Regions from separate parts of the Mus musculus genome. Here region 1 is linked to region 2. Evidence: chromatin contacts called from public HiChIP or PLAC-seq data. All regions are on one chromosome and are shown on one strand. Each heading gives the region's core, a stretch centred on a gene start, on an enhancer-like site or on the middle of the called end of the contact. The rest is flanking DNA. Distances are from core to core; before and after follow the strand shown. Region 1 holds the start of Gsto2 (glutathione S-transferase omega 2). Region 2 overlaps Col17a1 (collagen, type XVII, alpha 1).

Region 1 (5,735 bases), core at 53-2,552, 210 kb after region 2:
TGAATATCATGCTTATTTTGTCCAGTATTCTCACTGGCTCCTTTCTCATAATTTGACCTTCTGGCCTAAGCGGTGCCCCCCAGGGCCCCACTCCTGTATTTCTATTTCAGAACAATCTGATCTAATGGTCCTAACAGTCTTCACTGCCATCCCCAAGGCCATCACCTCTGGTTTGATACAGACATCTAGATTTGGATATCAAGAAAAATGTCAAGTTTTTGATTACTCATGTCTGAAAACTGTGATTTCCCCATACTTTCCATCATTAAATCTCTTATTCCTCTTGTGAGCATCGAAAACTGAGTCCAAACCACCTCAGGTCAACATGACTGGGGTAGCCTCTTGCTTGAGCTCTCAGTTCCTAATTTCTTAAAAAATGTGTGTGTGTGTGTGTGTGTGTGTGCGTGCACGGGATCCCTTGGAGCTGGTGATACCGGCAGAGGCTGTGGGGTGATAGGAAACGAATCTCCCTTCTGGAAGAGCAGCAAACAACCACCAAACGATCTCACTAGCTCCTACTTCTAGCCCTTTCAAATCCTTCCTTCCAAACAAGGCAGATATAGTTCTGTCTTCTATAGGTGTGCCACATGCAATACCGTTAAAATCACACTAGCCAGTTCAGTATATAAGACTGAATAAGTAATGGATGAAATCTCCCAATGGGAAAGGTTAATCTTAATACTTCTATCACTTCCATAAGACAGGTAGTCTGGGAACCTCACTCCATTCTAGGGATGGTGAGTCTGGTCCAGATGTTAAGTGAGGTCTTAAGATGTTGGCAGAAGGATCTGGAGGACAATGAATGCCCTTAAGAATGGCAACCCACCGACCGCCAGGTTTTCTGTAGTTGTTTTCTGGCTTGCCTGCGACAACCACGGGGGTGATTCGTTAAGGGCGCCAAAACTGGCAAAGCTCAGCGCCGCATTTAGGGTTTAGCTTCACGGTGATGGGGGGCCCGCACCCTGGGGAGGCAGGGATTGGCTGACTTCACAAACGGGACAACTAGCGTCCTACTCCGAGCGGAGCCATCTGTGCCGCCGGCCCCCAGCCCCCGGGCAGGCCCTGGCGGTTCCTCGCGGATTCCCAGTAGGATGTGAGACCAGCGGCTGAGAGGAACCGCCTGCTACCGACTTCCTCTTTAGGTAGCCATAGATTTCCGGCCTGACCCTCGTTTCTCGAGCAAGCTGCTATAACGCGGTCGCCTATTGGCTCGCTCTTCCAGACGAGCCAGGTATTGGCTGGAGCGCAGGGCTCGGCGGCCAATTGCGGGGTAGCACCGTGAGAAGGGGCGGGCCCGCCTCCGCGTCGGCCGCCGGGCGTCCCAACTCCGGGTTGGAGCCATAGCCGCCCGAAGGTTGCTCTGAGATGCTTTTTCTGCCACCGCCACTGGGGGGTTCGGCCTCACCTGCGCTGTGTCGGAAGGGAAAAGGATTTTGAGGTCAATTCTGAACTTTGGGGGACTTGTAAAATCTGGGCTTTTCAGAATAGGATCGCCAACTTTTAATTTTGCAGTTACATTTTAAAAGAAAACCCAAATGTTTAACCATAGCTAATGTTTCTTTCTTTTTCTTTTTATAAAAAATTTCACTAAAAATGTGTAAGGGAGCCTAGAATATAGCAATAGGGTAAAGAAATCGTAAGGAAGAAAGAATAGTCAATAGTTTTAGATTATTGAGTTTTCTTTAAGCCAGAAACCTGTCATTGAAATTAATTTTCCAGTTTGGACGAAGACAGGCACGCAGAGTTCCACAGATCTGGAGTTTCGTACCTCAGTTCGGCTTAACTAGTTGATGACACAGACAGGCAGGAGAATTTCGTTTCTGAGACTGCCTGTCTTTTGAAGGCTACGAAAATCGTCCCTGCTACGTTCAAATAATAGTAATCACAATAACAGCTAATGTTAAGTCCTTGCTAGATGACAGACACATGCTAAGTATTAGATGCTTGCCATACTGATCCTAATAACACTTCCCTAAACCACATGGTACTCTTACCTCCGCATTACAGATTAGAACGCCAGTGTGTTAGAAAATCAGGGTTGTTGGAGCTTTTGATTATTAGCCCAAAGTAACCCAGCTACTAAAAGGTGGAGCGATTCAAATGTAGCCTATGTTTGTTGTAAAAAAGACTGCTCTTTAGATAAGTTTATATATCTATAAAGTTCCTTTTCCTAAGAGCTCTTACATTTAGAGATTAAGCCAAGACAGAATAATATCATCTGTTATCAATGGATTCCACATCATTCCAATTTAATTAGACTAGAAAAGAAAAATTACATCCGAACTGAGTATATTCAGACTTCTCATGTCAGTATCCCCTAAGCAATGCAGTGTAACAACGTTTACCTTGTGTTGGCTATTCTAAGTCATCTAGAGGTGGTTTGATGTGTCTAGGAGTGTGTGGGTAGGTGAGTTGCAAATGCTTCGCCATTTTATATAAAGTTGTTGAGCATCCGTGGAACTTGATATCCAAAAAAGGTCCTGGCAATAATTCTGGGCACGTCCCTGTCCTATCCCTATCATGGTTTGGTTTCGGCAGGCGATGTTGCTGCTTTTGCACGCGTTTACAAACTTTGATGTCAGACTCTTGAAATTTTGCTTTTTGACTATTCAAATATTATTATCAGGGTGTATAAATGTGTCACACATGTCATTAAAGACACAGGGATAAGAAAACAAGCACTTTAAAAGAAGGTCTCCTCTGACCCAGTTTTCCTGACCTGGATGGGAAGGTCCTCCTGTGGTCACTTCAGTCACCTCATTTCATATGTCCCAACGTTAACGCCATTGGGACATGAGCTTCCCTATGGTCCTTGCTCCTTGCAAGCCCTGAATAAAGGCAGCTGTGAGAGTAGAACCCTTTCCCTCATCTGGCCCAAGGAGTTCAGTGAACAATAGTGGACACCCAGTAATGTGATCTTTCATGTCAAGTGGGCATTCAAAGAGACAAATACAATCATAATCTAGCATCTGCTAATATTAGACTTGTGACCAAAAGGTTTTTTTAAGCCGAACAAACAAACAAACAAACAAACAAACAAACAACTCAAGCTGGCATAAAAGTGCACACATTTAATTCCAGCACTTGGGAGGCAGAGGCAGAGGCAGGTGGGTCTCTAAGTTTGAGGCCAGCCTGGTCTACAGAGTAAGTTCCAGGACAGCCAGAATTACATTAAAAAAAAAAAAAAAAGACAAAGGAAGAAAGAAAGGCCCCCCTTTCCTTAAAACAAACTGAAATCGAGTGAAGAAATTATTTCCATTCTGTAAATACATACATCATTAATCACCATGACCAGAGATTCCTCTATTTTTAGAAAAGCAGCTCAGGGACTGGGGAGATGACTTAGTGGGTAAAGTGCTTGTTGAACAAACACAAGAACCTGACTTCCAACCCCAGACGCACAAACAAGACCTGGTGTGGTGGCCCGGGTTTGTAATCCCAGTGCCATGGAGGAAGCTGAGGTGGGTTTCTGGGGCTTTGGGGCCAGCTCAACCGAATCAGCAAGTTCCAGGTAAGAAGGTGAGACCCCCATCTCAAAAGACCTCTGGCCTCTGCCATCCAAGCTCACACCTTGAGTGTCTGTGTGTGTGTGTCTGTGTGTGTGTGTGTACCTTCACACACAGAGAAACAGTGGATATGATTATATTTCAGATGTCTGAAAAATTATTTCTAATAGATTTCCATGACCTTATTAAAATTGTTTTGTGCTTGAGTTGGTCAATATAACAGAGATGCAAACACGGGATAGCATAGATGGAACATTTGCAAAAAAAAAAAAACCACTTAGGAGTTACCTACTGAAATTTTAAGAGGAAGCAGAGAACAAGCTTAAAGGTCATGATTAAAATCCTTCTGGGAAAACTGTTGTGATCTTTCGAGAGATTAAAAAAAATCACATTACTGAAATGTAGCCTGAAGCATTCAGCACACTCAGCCAGCATTAAACTGTTAACGGGGGAAATAGTGTGGTGAGTTAGATTCTAATTCTCATATGCCCGGCAAGCTGAATTGCAATGTGTGTCTCTTCATGGGTGCAGAATGGGAAGGCATCATGCTATAAAAATGCCTTCTTACTCATTAGTATTTCTCTTTAATTTTGAGGGTCACTGAGATAGAACTCCGCACAATTTCACTCCATAGTCAAAACCATCATATACACACTGGTGGTTGTCATCTTAAACAAGGAAGATGGAGGGCAGAGAGGCTAAGCATTGTGCCCAAGGACCAAGGCAGGTCTCACAACCCATCTGGTTCCATGGCCCATTTTGAGACTCCTGACATTGTACTGCCTCCCATAGGTGGAGAATATGTTCTACCTTTGTCCTAACTTCTCCAAATAGACTTGTATCTCAAAACGTGACCTCCCATATTACAGACATACTTTTTATCTTGAGACAGTGGTCACTCTGTAGCCCTAATTGGCATCAAATTTGTGATCCCCTTGCCACAGACTTCAAGTTTTAGGACCATACCACATACCACAACAGCTTGCTCAGGCAAACCTGTTACAAATGACATTTGCTGTTCTCAGATTTCGATTCCTTTAGAAGGAGTGAATCGTGAGGGGAAAGCTGGAAATGTTTGCCCTTCTGGCACAATAGAACCTCCCAGTTTGCAAGTAGAATTCCCTTCCTGACTGTTGCTATCTCAGCCATTGCAACATAAACAGCTATGAATGACCAAATCAAAACCACCTGGCTAACTCAGGCTGCTGGCTGAATTTTATGCAGCTCAAAGTGCTAAGAATGCTTTTCAGGACTGTCGTTTTAAGCAGCTGAAAAAAATACCAAAATATAAATCATAACATGTGATGTAGAGATCAAGTTGACCAGTACCGAGTGGTTTTTGTGAATTGTGGACCGGGAGTGCTGTGTCAATATATGTTCATCTACTGTAGCGTAGGTGCCTCTCTGGAGAGATAGGAGGCTGTATGTGGAGGTAGGGAGACTGTGAGGTACCTCTGTATGTTCTGTTTTATATTGTTGTGAACCTAAAGCATCTCTAAAAGTTAGAGGCTATTGAATATGTATATATATTGAATATGTGTGTGTGTATATTCATATTCATCTTTATTCATCTTTCCATTGGGATAATCCATCCTGTAGGATGCATACGTACAGGCCAGTTTAAGGGTTAAACAGGACCAGTCAAGCACCAGCTGGTCAGTAATGACTCATTTTTATTTTCTCTTTAGAACCTGGGTGTGGTCTCCTCGGCGGTTATCTGCTGTATTTATGTGAAAGGTGAATGAAAGACAAGAAATAAAAAGGTGGGCATGACTGCTCCTGAGGTGGAGGGTTTCACTATAGATATAGGGGAGTTTGCAGGCACAGTCAGAGGCAGAAACATCTGGGAGAGTGCAGAGCAGACAGAATCAGCTGACTGAGTTGGGCCCTGTGAGGAGAGGGTGGAAGGAGAGAGGAGAGCCAGGAGCAGAGGCTAAGAGGTTCAAACGGGTAAGAAGGCTGGGGTACCCCAAATGGCTGGGTCATATAGGGAAAGCAGCTGGGGGAAGTGCAGCCCAGCATAGTCCCTGGGCTAGAGAAGATTAGGGTAGGGGGTGGGTGTGCCAGCCAGGAGGACTGCTGGGGAAACCTGGTGTCCACGGGCACCTCTGCTGTTTGTCCCGGGTTTGAGACCTAACAAAAGGTACTTCTGTCTTCTCAGAAGCTGTCTCCTTACCTAACAGGGCATGGTTCTTGTGTTCCTTGTTTCAGTCTTACCATCCAGCCTGT
Region 2 (6,300 bases), core at 821-3,320:
TCAGTGTCAGGATTTGAACAGATGTGCCTAGAATCTGTTGTCTCCACAGCCTGCTGCTGACTGGGGGCAGAGCAAGAGAACAGACTGACCTGGCGTCCCTGGAGGTCCTGGGGGACCCATGGCACCAGGAGGTCCGGGAGGTCCGGGCACAGTGATTGTTGATGATCCCTCTGGAAACAGAAGAAATATGGGACACATGTCACCTTCAGAGGTGCCAAGACCCCAGTAGGCTGCAGGCCATGCCAGGACCCCAGTAGGCTGTAGGCCAGCAAGACAGGAACCTCTCCTTCTCATCTCTCCAACATCCTAACTTCCCTGGGCTGACTACAGGCCAAGGAGCCACAACATGGTGGTCTGGGCTCACCTGCATCCCTCCCTAAGCACCCGCCACCCGCTGACATTGAGGCAGATGGCCCACATGGGACAGGCAAATAGAACTCAGGGACGTACCCTCCTGGGCTGCCTACCTGAAGTCATGACTCTGCCGGGAGCGCCGGGTTCGCCTGGGGAGGACAAAGGGAGTGGGCAAGAGGATTAACCAGTGGCTTGATGAATCATTTTCAGAGCCTCTGGTTGCACCGAGGGCCACCTGTGGTCCTCTTGCCCTCAAGCTAATGGGATTGTAGTAATGAAGGGAGCCTATGCTACACTGAGTGTTTATCTCTCAACTTAGACCCAGGGCCAGAGCTTTGGTCGTCTCTCAGAGAAGGGGTCTCCTGGGAGGCTGTGGAGGAATGTGCCCTTCCACGAGGCCAGAATGGGGGCCAACCTGAGTCTCGTTCTCAGCCCCGCCCCATCTTTTCTTCCTGTAATGGCCATAGTCGGAGAAATTATCTGAAGATCAAAGGATAAATAAAAGTCACGATCCCATGGGTGAATTCCCTGTGTACCGTTGGTCTTGAGGGACAAGAAAGGATGTGTGAGTGAAGGGCTTCCAGCAAGAGGATGCAGGACTCATGGGTCTCTGTACATATCCACCACTCCAGCACCTCTTGACTAACAATCCATGGCTGGATGGGCTTGGGGCTGGCAAAGGACTAGAGAGGGCATGAATTCTGGAGCTGGGAGCCAGGCTCGCTGAGAGAGCCTGCCTGGCACACTTCAGCTTTACTCCTAGAACTAACCAGAGACGCTCCTTTGACCAAAGCCCTTCCCTGGACGCTAAGGTGTGTGAACAATGATGGTAAGCCCCACAGGGAAGGGTGGCTTTGGTTTCCTCTCAGGGAGAGCAAAAGGGTGCGCTTTGCTCACGTTCCCCCAGCCAGGGCTCAAGGCCAAGGCAGGAGACTGCTCGGAGAGAGTACACTCTAACAATCGACAACCTGCGTCTGAAGTGCAGCTCCTTCAGGAGAGCCTGCAGCCCCCAAGGAATACTCTATGGTCTCCCCTAACCCTATGAGGCCTTACGGAAGCCACCAGAGGTCCACTGGCCTGGGAAGTAGGAACTCGGCTGCCATATTTTACAGCTGTGCTCATTTATCCGCAAAGATCTTTGTGGCTCAGCCGCTCATTAGAAATAATAGTTTTTCAAACCTTTTCTTTCTAGGGTCCCACTTGGGGATGTTTGTGATGAAGAGTGCCAAGGCTCAGGAAAGTGAGGACACAGGACGGAAAAGAGTGTGTGTGACCCTGAGCACCCAGCATTCCTAGGTTTGCCCAGGGCTGGGGTCTGATGGGCAGGACTGAACTAGAGTGTTACTCTGAGCCTGTGTGGCATTGCATTGCCCCAGCCAGACACCCTATAGTCCTTTGACTTGTCCCCTGGTGGGGTTAAGGCACCTCTTCCTTCCTATAGACACCTCTTTCTGCGTCTCTGCTGTCCTCAGTCACACCTGGGACAGGGTGGGGGAATCAGGGTGGCTCTGGTCTCAGTAGACCTTGGCGTCAGGAGTATTTTAGAGGCATTTAAAAGTCAAATAGGCTTAGAAAGCTTGGGAGCAAGCAAGCTTCCTTTCCTATCTTCCTGCCACAAGGACCTGGGGACATGAAAATAAGCCTCAGGGTTCAGCCTGGAACAAGTGGGCCTGAGGACTCAGGCCTCGGCACTCCCTCCTCTCAGCCTTCCTTTGGAACCACTAGATGCCACTGTTGGTCCAGGCTCTGGTCAGAGCAGACCTTCCTGCCTGTCAACCCCTCCCGGCTGTAAAAATGGCTGGTGAGAAGAAAAAGAAAAAGAAAAAGAAAAAGAAAAAGAAAAAGAAAAAAAGCTCCTTGGGAGAAATCACATACCTTTAGTCCCTGGTCGGCCAGGGCTACCAGGAAGTCCTGATGTGATTAAACACAAGTCAGTCAGGATGATTAAGGCCCCGCAGCTCTGGATGTCTGCCCTCCCTCTCTCCCCTCTGGCAGTAACCAGCCAGCACTCTGCCACTCAGTGTGGCCACACGGGCTGCCTGACAGAAGCAGCAGGATCCACTCAGGCCCTGCCTGAAGTCACCTGGAGTGGGCACAGAGCTCTCCCCCAGAAGCCTGTCTGTCTGTCTGTCTGTGAGACATGGAGGCCCAGCAGGGTTGGGTTGAGGTAGACAGAGGCTCTGGAGGATCCCTGTCACTCTGGGTTACAAGGCTGTCACTGTCCCTCTCCCTGTTGACTGCTGTGTCCAGAGTTAGCAGCACGTGTTGGCCTTTGCAGAGCTTGGTATGACTCTCTTTGTCTGACTAGAGAGAGTGAGGGGCTGGATGTGCGTGCATGGTAGAGATTTCTTAAGAGAATTCCTAGCCAGCAGTATCCTTCCTGAGTGTTCCTGCACCAGAGACAGAGCACGGAGCAAACCGGATCTGGCATCACTGATATCAGAATGTCACCTACATGGTCTGTGCAGGGTTCACCCCCCACCACCCTTATGGTCCTTATTAGCACTCACTGTGACAGAACCCGAGTCTGTTTTACTGGAGATGGGAAAGGGAAGGACAGGCTTGTGTAACTAGAGAGACACTGGCTATAGCGCCTGTCCTGTCCTGGCAGGAGATGGCATCCGGGGACTGCATGACTCACCCTGAGGTCCCTGGGGTCCTGTGAGACCTGCAGAAAAGAAGACATAGGACCAAGAGTTGAAGGGTTAAGGACTGCTCCAAGGAGCCACAACACAACATAACATAACACAACACTACACAACACAACACAACACAACACAACCTTGCCCCCAGAGCCGGTGGGCGTGGCAGTGAAGGGCTCAGAGGTTAGGGCCCAGAGTCCTCCATCTCTGGGCAGAGAGCCATTCTGTGAGCTTTGTTGTGAAATGAACAGATGTTCCATTGCACACACACACCCACATATACACATGAGGTCAAATGCTGCCATCGCTCCTCCATTACACTGCACCTAGCTCCAGCCAAGGAGTCGGGGTTCCTGGGTGAATGGACACCGTATCTGGTTTTGACTTACTCTTCCCACAGACCTAAGAATCCTGCTCTTGTTTGGCCCTCGGTGGAGATGCTAGCAAGGCCTCTCCTCTCTGGTCGATAGGTACTGGTGAAGGCCTGGGTACAGCCCCAGGAGAGGAGACAGGCAAGACACTGAACTTGAGTTCAAGTCTACAGTATTAAGAGCACTCATGCCCTTCAACTCCTTGCTTATTTTCATCTGCTACTTCTTCTTTTCAAAATGTCAACTTGTGGTTAGAGTTCTGCCTTGAGCTGCTTGCTGAGGGTAACAGGGTAAGGCTCATACACACACAGTGTAGCATCTGAGCACCTACCCACCACACCCCCAGTGTGCATACACACGGGAACATCCCAGAGTTGCATGCACACAGAGGACAGTGGCATCCCTTTCCTGTCTCATTACCTGGCTTTCCTGGGTCTCCAGCGGGTCCTGGGGGGCCCCGGGTTCCAGGCATCCCTGTCAAGCCTTGTTCACCTGCGGAGAGCATGAAATATGGGAATGGCTCTCCCCTGGGAAAGTGCAGCTGAGCCCCTGGGGTTTCCTCAGCGGCTTGCTGGCAGATAGGCAGGCGGGAGGAAGCACGGTGACCAAGACTGCTGCATGCCCCTTTATCATTAGGATGGAGGGCTCAGGCATGCATGTGGGGGCAGAGGAAGGCCAGGGAGGGGCAGGCAAGGGCAGCCGGTGACCATGAAGACCACAGCGTGGTGACTAACCTCTGGAACCTTGCTGTCCATCAGCGCCAGCCGGACCTGGGAAAGAAGACAAGTGAAGTCTGTTCAGTGCTCCCTCCTGCCCCAGTTCAGTGCTCCCTCCTGCCCCAGTTCAGTGCTCCCTCCTGCCCCAGTTCAGTGCTCCCTCCTGCCCCAGTTCAGTGCTCCCAGTAGCTCCTGCCCCAGTAGGCTTGGAGCACGTGGTCTCCCAGGCAGGCGCTCATACAGCAGTCCCCATGGCCGCCAACCTCAGGAGCCTCGCCTTTGTGATACGCCCCAACACAGGCTCCTCGCAGCTTCTCCTAAGGCGCATGCATTTCCCTCCTGGGAATGGTCCAGGACACCCTGTCCCCAGTGCACTATGAGAACAGTGTCTGCCTCATTCACCTGAGGACCTGGAGGTGAAGGTCCTTCAGGTCCCTGTCACCTCTCCCCTAACCATATTCCTAACCTCCTTCCAACGTGGATTAGCCACACCAGTGGCACCTCTGCATGATTAAACACTTTCTGAGGTTTTTTTGTTTTTTGTTTTTGTTTTGTTTTTGGTTTTTTTCAAGACAGGGTTTCTCTGTATAGCTTTGGCTGTCCTGGAACTCACTTTGTAGACCAGGCTGGCCTCGAATTAAACTCAGAAATCCGCCCGCCTTTGCCTCCCGAGTGCTGGAATTAAAGGCATGAGCCACCATGCCCGGCACTTTCTGAGTTTTAAGGAACACCTGAAATGCCCTTTCTTCTTTCTGTCTTCCAGGCTGAAAACCATCTCTTCTTAGGTTGTATCCTCGCTCTCTGTGACTCCCGTGGCCCCTGTCACCACTCACAAGCTTTGTTGTAACTTGCAGGGATGAAGTAACGCACAACCTAGTAGCTTACGGTCCTGCATACAGTATGCTCTTACTAATGCTTAGTCAGTGAATGGTAGTGAAAGGGTCACATCCCCATTGTGGTGGCTTGAGCATCTATGGGACTCTAAGCTGAGGCCAGGCTCCCTGGAGCTTCTCCGTCTGGATATAGGCACCTCAGTGATGGCTAGTCAAAGGGTGGTGTCCTGAATCTGGCTTTGAAGCTGTCCCTGAGGTGGACTACTGGGGATTCCATGGAACCTCAAACCTTGCAAGTTCTCGGTGAGCAGGAAGTAGTCAGGGAAGAAGGACAATGCCTGCTCCAGAACAATGAGACATTCCCAGAAACCTGCAGCTAGAGAGCCTCTGGGGAGATACTCAGCTCAGACTGTGGGACACTTACCCATTGCGCCTTTGGCTCCGGGTTCACCCACAGCTCCAGGCAAACCTCGAATGCCAGGCTCCCCTGCAAAGAACAAAGGACCAGTTGCTGGAGGCTAAAAGGTAAGTGTGCCTCCACACTGGTAGTGTGAATGTGCCTGCTTCCTCCTGCTTCCTCTTCCCCCAGAGGAGCTGAGAGGGACAACTTCCCTCTGCTTTGCCACCAAGGCCAGGAACACCTATCAACTCGGGCCCCATAGGCAGCAGGTTCAGACTGCTCCAGCAGCCACGGCTGATCTGAGGGTGGCATGTATGAGTCTGGTTTCTTTGGAAGGAGCATGCTACCCTTCGTGGTCAAAGCACCATTACTTCCAACCCCCTTTAACCCATGCAGTTGGCAGGGTGTGAGCAGCAGAGAGGCCGGGTGGGTAGTATGTACTTTATGCTGCTTTGGGTTCCCCCAAAGGATCAAAGACACTCTAGCCTCTGCGCCAAACAGACACGGTCTGCTGCTAAATGTGCATTTAGACGCGTGCTTAACCTCCACCCCTGATATATTTAATTTTGTCAGAGGTTTTCTTAGATTGGAAGTACTTTGAGGGTTCTGAGACAGAAATTCTGCCTCATCCTTCTGTATCTGTCCCACTTCTGGTGATTGCTAAGTCCTAGAAGGTCATGAATGAGTTAAATTCCTGGGTAGCACTGACCTGTGAGGCCTCTGGGTCCCTTCTCACCCTGGTCACCTAAAAGAAACATGGGGTATGGGGTGCAGGGAAAAACCATCAATTATGGGCAAGGAAAGCAATGTCCCTTCATGACACAGAGCCATGCAACAGGATGCTGGAGTGTTAGTTCATTGATGATGCCGGAGGAGCCGGTCCACTCATGATCCGCCCGCCACCTGATTCCCCTACAACCTCTGCTGTGGTGAGGCACACGGAGGACCAGACCAGAGGGCAGACATCTCAGAATGTGCCTCTCA

What was found. HiChIP or PLAC-seq counts read pairs in DNA pulled down with a chosen protein or histone mark.
Region 1: a CTCF HiChIP or PLAC-seq map of the NIH/3T3 cell line shows a contact between it and region 2, with 10 read pairs. The contact joins the promoter of Gsto2 here to the enhancer-like site in region 2. A contact is called at or near these places in 5 of 39 promoter capture datasets (the 3T3-L1 cell line, 3T3-L1-derived adipocytes, cranial neural crest and 1 more), 3 of 15 datasets of contacts at CTCF or cohesin (the NIH/3T3 cell line and pro-B cells), 34 of 484 Hi-C or Micro-C datasets (the 3T3-L1 cell line, the AML12 cell line, B cells and 26 more), 1 of 115 datasets of contacts at active chromatin or transcription factors (pancreatic cancer cells) and 4 of 9 other capture datasets (adipose tissue, embryonic stem cells, liver and 1 more).

What each region holds. Positions count from the first base shown.
Region 1 is chr19:47,864,492-47,870,226 of GRCm38.p6, forward strand. Gsto2 (glutathione S-transferase omega 2) reads left to right here and starts at 1,303. Exons shown (of 9, transcript NM_026619.2): 1 at 1,303-1,438; 2 at 5,195-5,269; 3 at 5,718-5,735. It overlaps Gsto1 (glutathione S-transferase omega 1), which reads left to right. Exons shown (of 6, transcript NM_010362.3): 6 at 1-299.
Region 2 is chr19:47,656,996-47,663,295 of GRCm38.p6, forward strand. It overlaps Col17a1 (collagen, type XVII, alpha 1), which reads right to left. Exons shown (of 54, transcript NM_001290825.1): 28 at 6,026-6,061; 29 at 5,341-5,403; 30 at 4,102-4,137; 31 at 3,788-3,859; 32 at 2,996-3,022; 33 at 2,230-2,265; 34 at 468-503; 35 at 90-170. Among named protein-coding and RNA genes, the nearest start is that of Col17a1, 32 kb to the right of the region's middle. Within about 2 kb of position 2,071, at least 94 of the 459 cell types and tissues checked have an H3K27ac peak or open chromatin away from gene starts, as enhancers often do. A contact at or near this core is called in 3T3-L1-derived adipocytes, the AML12 cell line, the C2C12 cell line and 14 more, where this site is marked.